Linked DNA regions of Mus musculus: region 1 is linked to region 2. Evidence: chromatin contacts called from public HiChIP or PLAC-seq data. All regions are on one chromosome and are shown on one strand. The core of a region is the stretch at or near the end of the contact, and the rest is flanking DNA. Distances in the headings are between cores, read along the strand shown.

Region 1 (3,536 bases), core at 59-2,558, 550 kb after region 2:
TCAGTATTCTTGAAACATTTCTTCTTGGGAAGTCAAAGGTAATGCCAGCAACTGACCTGGTGTCTGTTGAAGGCCCCTGGTCTCAGGCCACTTTCATGAGGCACTTATTTCACTGTTGAGATCCCTGTTCTTCTAGCTCAGTCGCTTCTCCAATACCCCGCCTCTTTAAATCACCACACTGAGCACTGGGTTCCAAAAACTGGAGTCAGGGCAAGCATTCATTCTGAATACAGAATGATCCTTCCTAGTCCATGCCTGGAAGCACTTGGCTAGATTCTTCAGAAATAGAACCATCAAATCCTAAACACACAGCTGTTTTTTAAAGCCCGTGGTAGATGCTGGTATTTTCAGGTTGGCTGGTTGCAGTTTCATATGTCTTGTAAATGTAGAGAAAACGGGCCTAATTAATCCATGATCATCACACATCTATAACAAAGAAGCTTTGTGGAAGTCGAAAAGTATTTTTCATAACAAAGTTTTAGGCTTATCTTTGAAATGCCCTGGATCAGGTGTTAGAGAGCTGCAATACCCTGTGGAAGCTGTGTCCATCTTCCACGTTAGTTGAGTGATGTGTACTAGACACATAATTTTAGAATTCTGAGTGGAATCAAAATGCAGCATTGGCCCTAGGGCTTACGAGGGATTTTGCCAAAAAACTAGACTACAACAGGCTGTTTTTGAGTCGGGACAGCGAACTCTAGAAGACAGGGATCTAGGTTATAGGTGCTAAGTTTCCAACTGGTCTGCAAACTGCACCGCCCACTCTACATGTTTTTCCAGTTGTAGAAAAAAGGAGGCACAAGTGGAGTACCAAGATCATGACGGTTACTTTGAAACTTTTTTGAGTCTGACTTTCCTTCACTCCTCTGAGAGGCTGCAATCATCCAGTCTGTGACTCCCTCTCTTACTCCGCGCCGCAACCATGCCAATCCCACCCGAAAACTTCTAAATAAAGCCTGTCTTCAGGAAGTCCTGGTAGACGACTACCCCTTGAAAGTCAGAGATAGAGCCACAGCTGTCGTAGCACTTAGTCCGGACCACGCCACTCCCAAAACCACGACCTCATCCGCCTCCGAGAGCCCCGCCTCTTATCCGCTCCTCAGTACTGTTCAGAGAGCCACGCCCCTCCCGTCTGAGGCCTGTCCCCCTTGCCCCGCCTCTGTAAGCCACGCCCTCTCCCGGCTCTCCTCTTTTCTCAGAGCCACTCCCTCTCTTGGCCCTGCAGCTCTTCCCCGCCCTGCCTCCTGTGGGCCACGCCCCTCCTGACTTTGCCGACCACGCCCTGGCCCCGCCCCAGGCCGCCTGGCCTATCCCTATTTGGTCACTGGGGGGACTGGCGGCGGCGTCTGCAGGGGAGCGGTAAGGGCGGAAGGGGACGCGGAGCGGTCGCGTGCGCGGAGAGCAGCTCTGGGCGCCGGGCGGTTGCTGCGGGCGCTCAGGGGCCCTGGGAACAATGGCGCTGTGCGCGCGGGCCGCGCTGCTGCTGGGCGTGCTGCAGGTGCTGGCGCTGCTAGGGGCGGCGCAGGACCCGACCGACGCTCAGGGTAAGTTGGCAGGCGCAGAGGAAGCGCACTGCGGCGGCCTGCCTCTCCATGTTCGGCGTCCGCGTGGAAAGTTCCACGCGTCCACGGTAGACTCCCACCCCAACCTCATTTCCCTCTTCGCCCGCGGGCCACCTGCGGAGCGAGACTCCGTCTCTCCCCTGCTTGGGGACGGCAAGCCGGCGTGGTGTGCAGAACTTGCTGAGTTTCCCTGGGATGGCCCTTCAGCCGAAGACTCAAGTTGGTCCTCTTCACTGTAGTTCTGTGGCTGGTAGCAAGACCTGTAGATTGAAATTTGTTCGCTAACTGCCGCAAAAACAGGTCTGATTGTCTACCCACACAGCTTCCTGCTGAAGGTACTCCCAGAATTCAAGTTGGATTCCAGGGCCAGTTCGGCTGAGTGGGAACCTTGGGTGTACGCGCCTTGTTCCCCTGCGCAGATGAGGCTTGTGCTCGGACTGTAGTCACTACTGCTGCATACGCAGCAGCCTTGAGGTCCCTGTGGTCCAGAGCCTACGACGTCATCATTAAGGTCATAACAAGATGATGTTGACAGCCTTCTGTGTTGGGGATTTTGTTTCTCTTCGAAACCTTGACGTTTTGAACACTTTGAGAAGAACTCTGAGTTTGTGAAAATTCTATTGTCCCTTGTCATCTACTAGAGTCCAGTCGCTAGGGAAATAGTAAACTAGGATAAGAAACTTTAAATGACCAAAGTCTTTGTGATTTTCAGCTCAGTCATCTGTTGTGTTTTTCAGTCTCATCTATGAAGGGATAACCAGTGAGTTTACTTAAGCAGATGATTTAGGCCCAACACCTGCTTTGGCTGGAATAATCTGGGTGAATTAAACAACCCTATTTCTGTTGTGCTGAATTTCACTGTGTTTTGTAGAGTCAGGATCTCTTGTATCCATGAAGCCCTAACTGGCTTTGAACTCCCTATGTGGCTGAAGATAACCTTGAACTTCTGATATGCCTAACTCTACTTCGGGGATTACAGGGCTTCTTCACTTCGATTGGTTATGTTTTATGTTTGCTCTTTTGACTTGTACCAGTGACAAACTGGAATTGCAGGACTACTTCTGAGATCAGTTAAGGAAAGAATGTTGAGACTCTGTCTTAGAGCAAATATTAGACTGCTTATGGGAGGAGGCCTTTATCCTACCCAGCTGCTTGCCTTGTGTGTACAGATTTTTTTCCTCTCACGAATTACTGATTGAAGTGGAGTGCCCTTTTCTATCTTTTGCCCTCAAAACATTTTTGTTGTTGTTGCTGTTGGACTTTCTCACTATGCTCTGATTGTGAGTGTCTCACTAGAGAGGTTAGTGCTATTTGGAAAACCTGAAATGCTCTGATGCCATGATTTCATGAACTAATAGAACCAATTCAGTTCTATAGAGATACCTTCAAACTGTGCTAAAAGAAGGTGTTGTTAAGGGAGTGTCAGGACCAGGCCTCTGGCTAATCTGAGGCACTTTTTAAGGCCAGCCAGGGCTACTTAAAGGAGACAATATCTAAAGATTTTAACAGCAAGCCAAAAAAACCAAATAACTAATATTTGTAGTCTTTATGTACAGCATGTAATTAGTCCAATTGGCATTACAATACATGGTGATTTTTAACAGTGTTCTGAAACATAGCTAATATTCCAGGTTCATTTTCTGCCATTGTTCCGCACCACCACCACTATGCTAAATTGAGGTTTGTAAATCACCCTTAGAAACCTTACCAGCCATCTCCTTTTCATAGCTGAGAAATCCTAGACTTCATGCAGTAAGCTAACTTATTTAAAGTAAAACAAGTATTACACCTTTGACTTCAGAGCAGAATCCAATCTCAACCATTTCATCATCATGCCACACCTGCTGTCCAGGGTATTGTAGAAAAGAGGAAATAATGCCATTGAACTTTTGGCTTTTTAAAATACTATTCTGCTTGACATGGTGGCATACATTAATCCCAGCATTCCAGAGACAATGCATGTTGATCTCTATG
Region 2 (3,732 bases), core at 190-2,689:
GTGCTGATCTTGTAATAGGAGTCAAGGCAAAACCATATCCAAGTGAGTACCTATGTAAATAAGCTGTTGTACAAGCATTCCCAGCGCTCCAGAGTTTGCACCTGTGTACTAAATATCTGTTCTCTTCAGTTTTAGAGATCCTGACCCGTTAGTCTTTGGTGCTGGCAAGTACCCATCACAGTGCTTGGCATTTAGGCTAATCCACACTGTTTGAATATGTAGATACAAAGCATCACAGCTTATACAAACCTGTTTTCACACGTCTAGGGAAGCTTTCCTATCATTGTGTCTGAAGATATGAATATATACTTCTGTCTTTTCTTATTTTCTCTAACAACCTTTACCTATGGATAAAGGTTATTAGACATTGACTATTAGACTGTAATGTTTAGTAGGAAACAAAATAAATAAAAACCAAAAGCATTGTCAACGGTGGAAAGGAAATTCTAGCCTTTTTACAGTCCTCGGATTTCCAATCTGACTTTTATTGGAGAAGTTGAAGGTGAAATATAACATCTGCAGTGAATGAACCCTCTTCTTTCTCACAATTTTCACTAGGAAGGTCTTCTCACATTCAGGACTGGTTTTCTGCACCTTTGGGCATTCTTTCTTCCTCATGCTAGTTCTTGAATTTCTTTGTACATGAAGATCTTTGTAACATCCTTATTTATCAGGACAAGGCAATACCGTGCAGACTATCTATTCTCCAGTCTGAATCAAGCATCAGTTGAACTTGCTGGATATGTGTTCAATAAATGCTAGCAGTTACATAAAATCATTTGAAAGAGTTGGTCCACTTATAGATGCATTTGGTAATGTAAGAAAAACTTGGCCCCTAATGTCAATGATGTTTACCAATTATTTCCTCTGTTAGTACAGTTGACATGGTTCAGTGGTTCTTAAGAAGTGGTTAAATATAAGTAAGTGGGATTCTTAGTCTAGAGCAGCAGTTCTCAACCTGTGAGTCGGAACCCCTTTGTGGTCAAACAATTCTCTCACAGGGGAAATCTAGAGGTTTGAAAAATAGATATTTACATTACTATTCATAACAGTAGCAAAATTACAGTTGGGATGTAGCAATGAGATTATTTTATGGTTGGGGTTCACCACAATATGAGGAGCTGCGTTAAAGAATAGCATTAGGAAGATTGAGAACCACTGGTCTAGATTGTGTTTGGAATGAATACACAAGCCTTAACTGCTATAGTTATCTTTAAAAATCTGTCCATTTACACTGCACAGGAAGAATTTTATGAAACAAAGTATTTTAATGTCTTACTACTTCTCTTAAATCAATTGTTTTTTAAAATTAGATAACACTGTTTCAAAAGAAATTTTACCAGAAGTACAATTTCTTAAAATAACTAAGTGTTCTGGTTGGACCAGGGAGCTCTGTGTCTTCTTCACTCACCTGTACTATTTCCTAACTTTCAAAGGACCACTACCTTTCTAGTTGCTGTGCTTTGAGCACCACTTTGTGCCCACTTGTACTTCACAGAGTGGAGAAACTCTAGATTTCTATTTAGAAATTTCTATTACGTCCTTACATAAAGTCAGGAAGTATCTGGCATTGTTTTGATCTGCATATGATGACAAGTGCTTCAAGTCTCACTGGGAACTTTCTAGAACGATAGAGTATGTTAGCCTTGTTTTAGATTCATTATCTAGAGTTATGCCAAAAAGAGAAGGTACTACAAGTATCCAGCAGATATGGAACAGACAAAATGATTGACTGTCAATAGTTTGAAGCTAAAACGTTGCTATATTCTTTATTATATAAGATAAACTTGAATAGTTCCTAAACTGGTTTTGTATTTGTTTAGTTTTGTTTTGTTTTTGGCAGTCTCCTAGAATTGGGATGCCTGGAACATACTATGTTAGGCCAAAGTGGCTTCAAACTCAAAACAGTCCTGCCTCTGCCTCCCGCGCCTCAGCCTCAGTGCTGGATTTATAGGTGGGGGCCACCATGTTTTTTCTAAACTCTTTTGAAGCTTATGATCCCCAAGAGGACAAAGCTCAGAAAGCTGCTAAGGTATTCAGTTCATAAGGTATTCATTGAGTTATTCACTTCATAATGTATTTGTTGTGAGAATATACATGACTATCATCCTTCCAATGCTGTAAATTTCTTGAAAAATCTGCTTATGCTCGTGGCTAGTAATTTAGAAGTTTGCTTAGTGACATGAGTGAACTAATGAACTCTTACACAAAATGTCTACCTGTTTCTTACACATTCTTAAGAATGAAAAGCATGTCTTAAGTTTCTAACATAGTGTCTTGTCTCAAGAGTTTGCTGGAAATGTTGGCTGAACCAAATAGATGAAAGTATGCATGTCACCAGGGTCTGAGGTCTTCTTAATGAATAATGAATTATTTCATGACTGAAGACACCCCCTCAGTATGTTCTCAGTTCTTAATAGTTGAATAACGTGAACAACAAGCTACAAGATGAGCGTCTGTGACTTCTCGGCAGATGAGACTTTGGAGGTGGGGGAACTGGAGTTTTGAGGATGCACACTGGTAACCTGTCTTGTTTTCTAAAGCCCCCCATAATGCCTAATGCTTTACTTTGGGTGCAGTGGGTTCTGATAATTTGTTAAATAACAATCAGTGCATGATACTAATTGATGAACAGAGCCACTCTTAAGGCCGGCTCCTACCCCTGTCATTAAAGCCGTGAGCTCTAGGAAAGAAACTGGATCACTCGGAAATCCCTGGAACTCTGAAGTTAAATCAGAACTGAGTAAGTCATCATTTTCATACAGGCATTTTTCTAATGATGCTACTTTGTTGAAAAAAAGCAAACTGCAAGATAACCCCAGCAGAAAAAATTCTTCAGAAGGAAAGCTTCCTTGAGTGAGTGCTTCATCCTTGATGGTAGGCCACTTGACTTAGTGAGTCATCTTCCTATTTACCGATGATTTGTCTTAAGTTTGGTCATGAGATAATTACGTTGATTTGTCTATATTAGGAAGTAATTGGAGAAAAGTTGATTGCTATCAGTTGAATGAGGGGAAATCTGATTGTTCTTAATCTAGAGGCATGACTTGGGCTCTAACTTTATAAAGAATGGATTTATGGCATTATTCCTTGTGTCTAGAAGGCACAACACCATTCTGTCTCTAGTATCCTCCATGTATCTACTGCCTCTCATAATCATTGAAGTCTCCATCCCTACTCTGAGGTCTGGTTGTTTTTAGAAAATAAAAGTACCCATTCCTTCTGCCCACCTTGATCCACCATGAGTCCTGTATAGAGTGCTGGCAATGCTAGACTGGGATAGCCTATCACATACCGTCCTACCTTACTAAACTGCGAGCTCAAGAGCAGGCCTATAGATCTTTGCTATACTTGTTCCCAATGCTTAGAACTATACTCACTATGGAAAAAGCACTAATCAATGGAGCAAGTAAATAAATGAGATAATTTGCTCATGAGACCTGTTAGCCAACCTGTGTAGTTTTGTTCTCTGTGGTACACATTATCATTCCATTTTTTCATATTGAACTACTATTTAATACAAATGAATATAAGAAATGCTTATTAACTGTAATATTTTTATCCTTAAATGGCATGTATTTTAATGACTGTCCATTGCTGATGGCACAGGGATAGTTCTTATGCTTTGCTGAAGGAACTTCAAGTTAGCATAGCATTTTTTTATAAGGCACCTAAGAAGATATATTCAAAACTCTTAGCAGCTTTCATATCCTTTTACCTAGCCATTCTGGT

Evidence for each region. HiChIP or PLAC-seq counts read pairs in DNA pulled down with a chosen protein or histone mark.
Region 1: a contact with region 2 is called in an H3K4me3 HiChIP or PLAC-seq map of pro-B cells, with 7 times the contacts expected there. The contact joins the promoter of Tmem123 here to the enhancer-like site in region 2. A contact is called at or near these places in 8 of 39 promoter capture datasets (the 3T3-L1 cell line, the C10 cell line, the HPC-7 cell line and 4 more), 7 of 115 datasets of contacts at active chromatin or transcription factors (astrocytes, bone marrow-derived dendritic cells, effector CD8 T cells and 4 more) and 1 of 9 other capture datasets (adipose tissue).

Annotation. Positions count from the first base shown.
Region 1 is chr9:7,762,769-7,766,304 of GRCm38.p6, forward strand. Tmem123 (transmembrane protein 123) reads left to right here and starts at 1,309. Exons shown (of 5, transcript NM_133739.2): 1 at 1,309-1,544. The coding sequence starts at 1,454.
Region 2 is chr9:7,216,817-7,220,548 of GRCm38.p6, forward strand. It overlaps a transcript of Dcun1d5 not described here. Among named protein-coding and RNA genes, the nearest start is that of Dcun1d5, 34 kb to the left of the region's middle. Within about 2 kb of position 1,440, at least 4 of the 459 cell types and tissues checked have an H3K27ac peak or open chromatin away from gene starts, as enhancers often do. A contact at or near this core is called in pro-B cells, where this site is marked.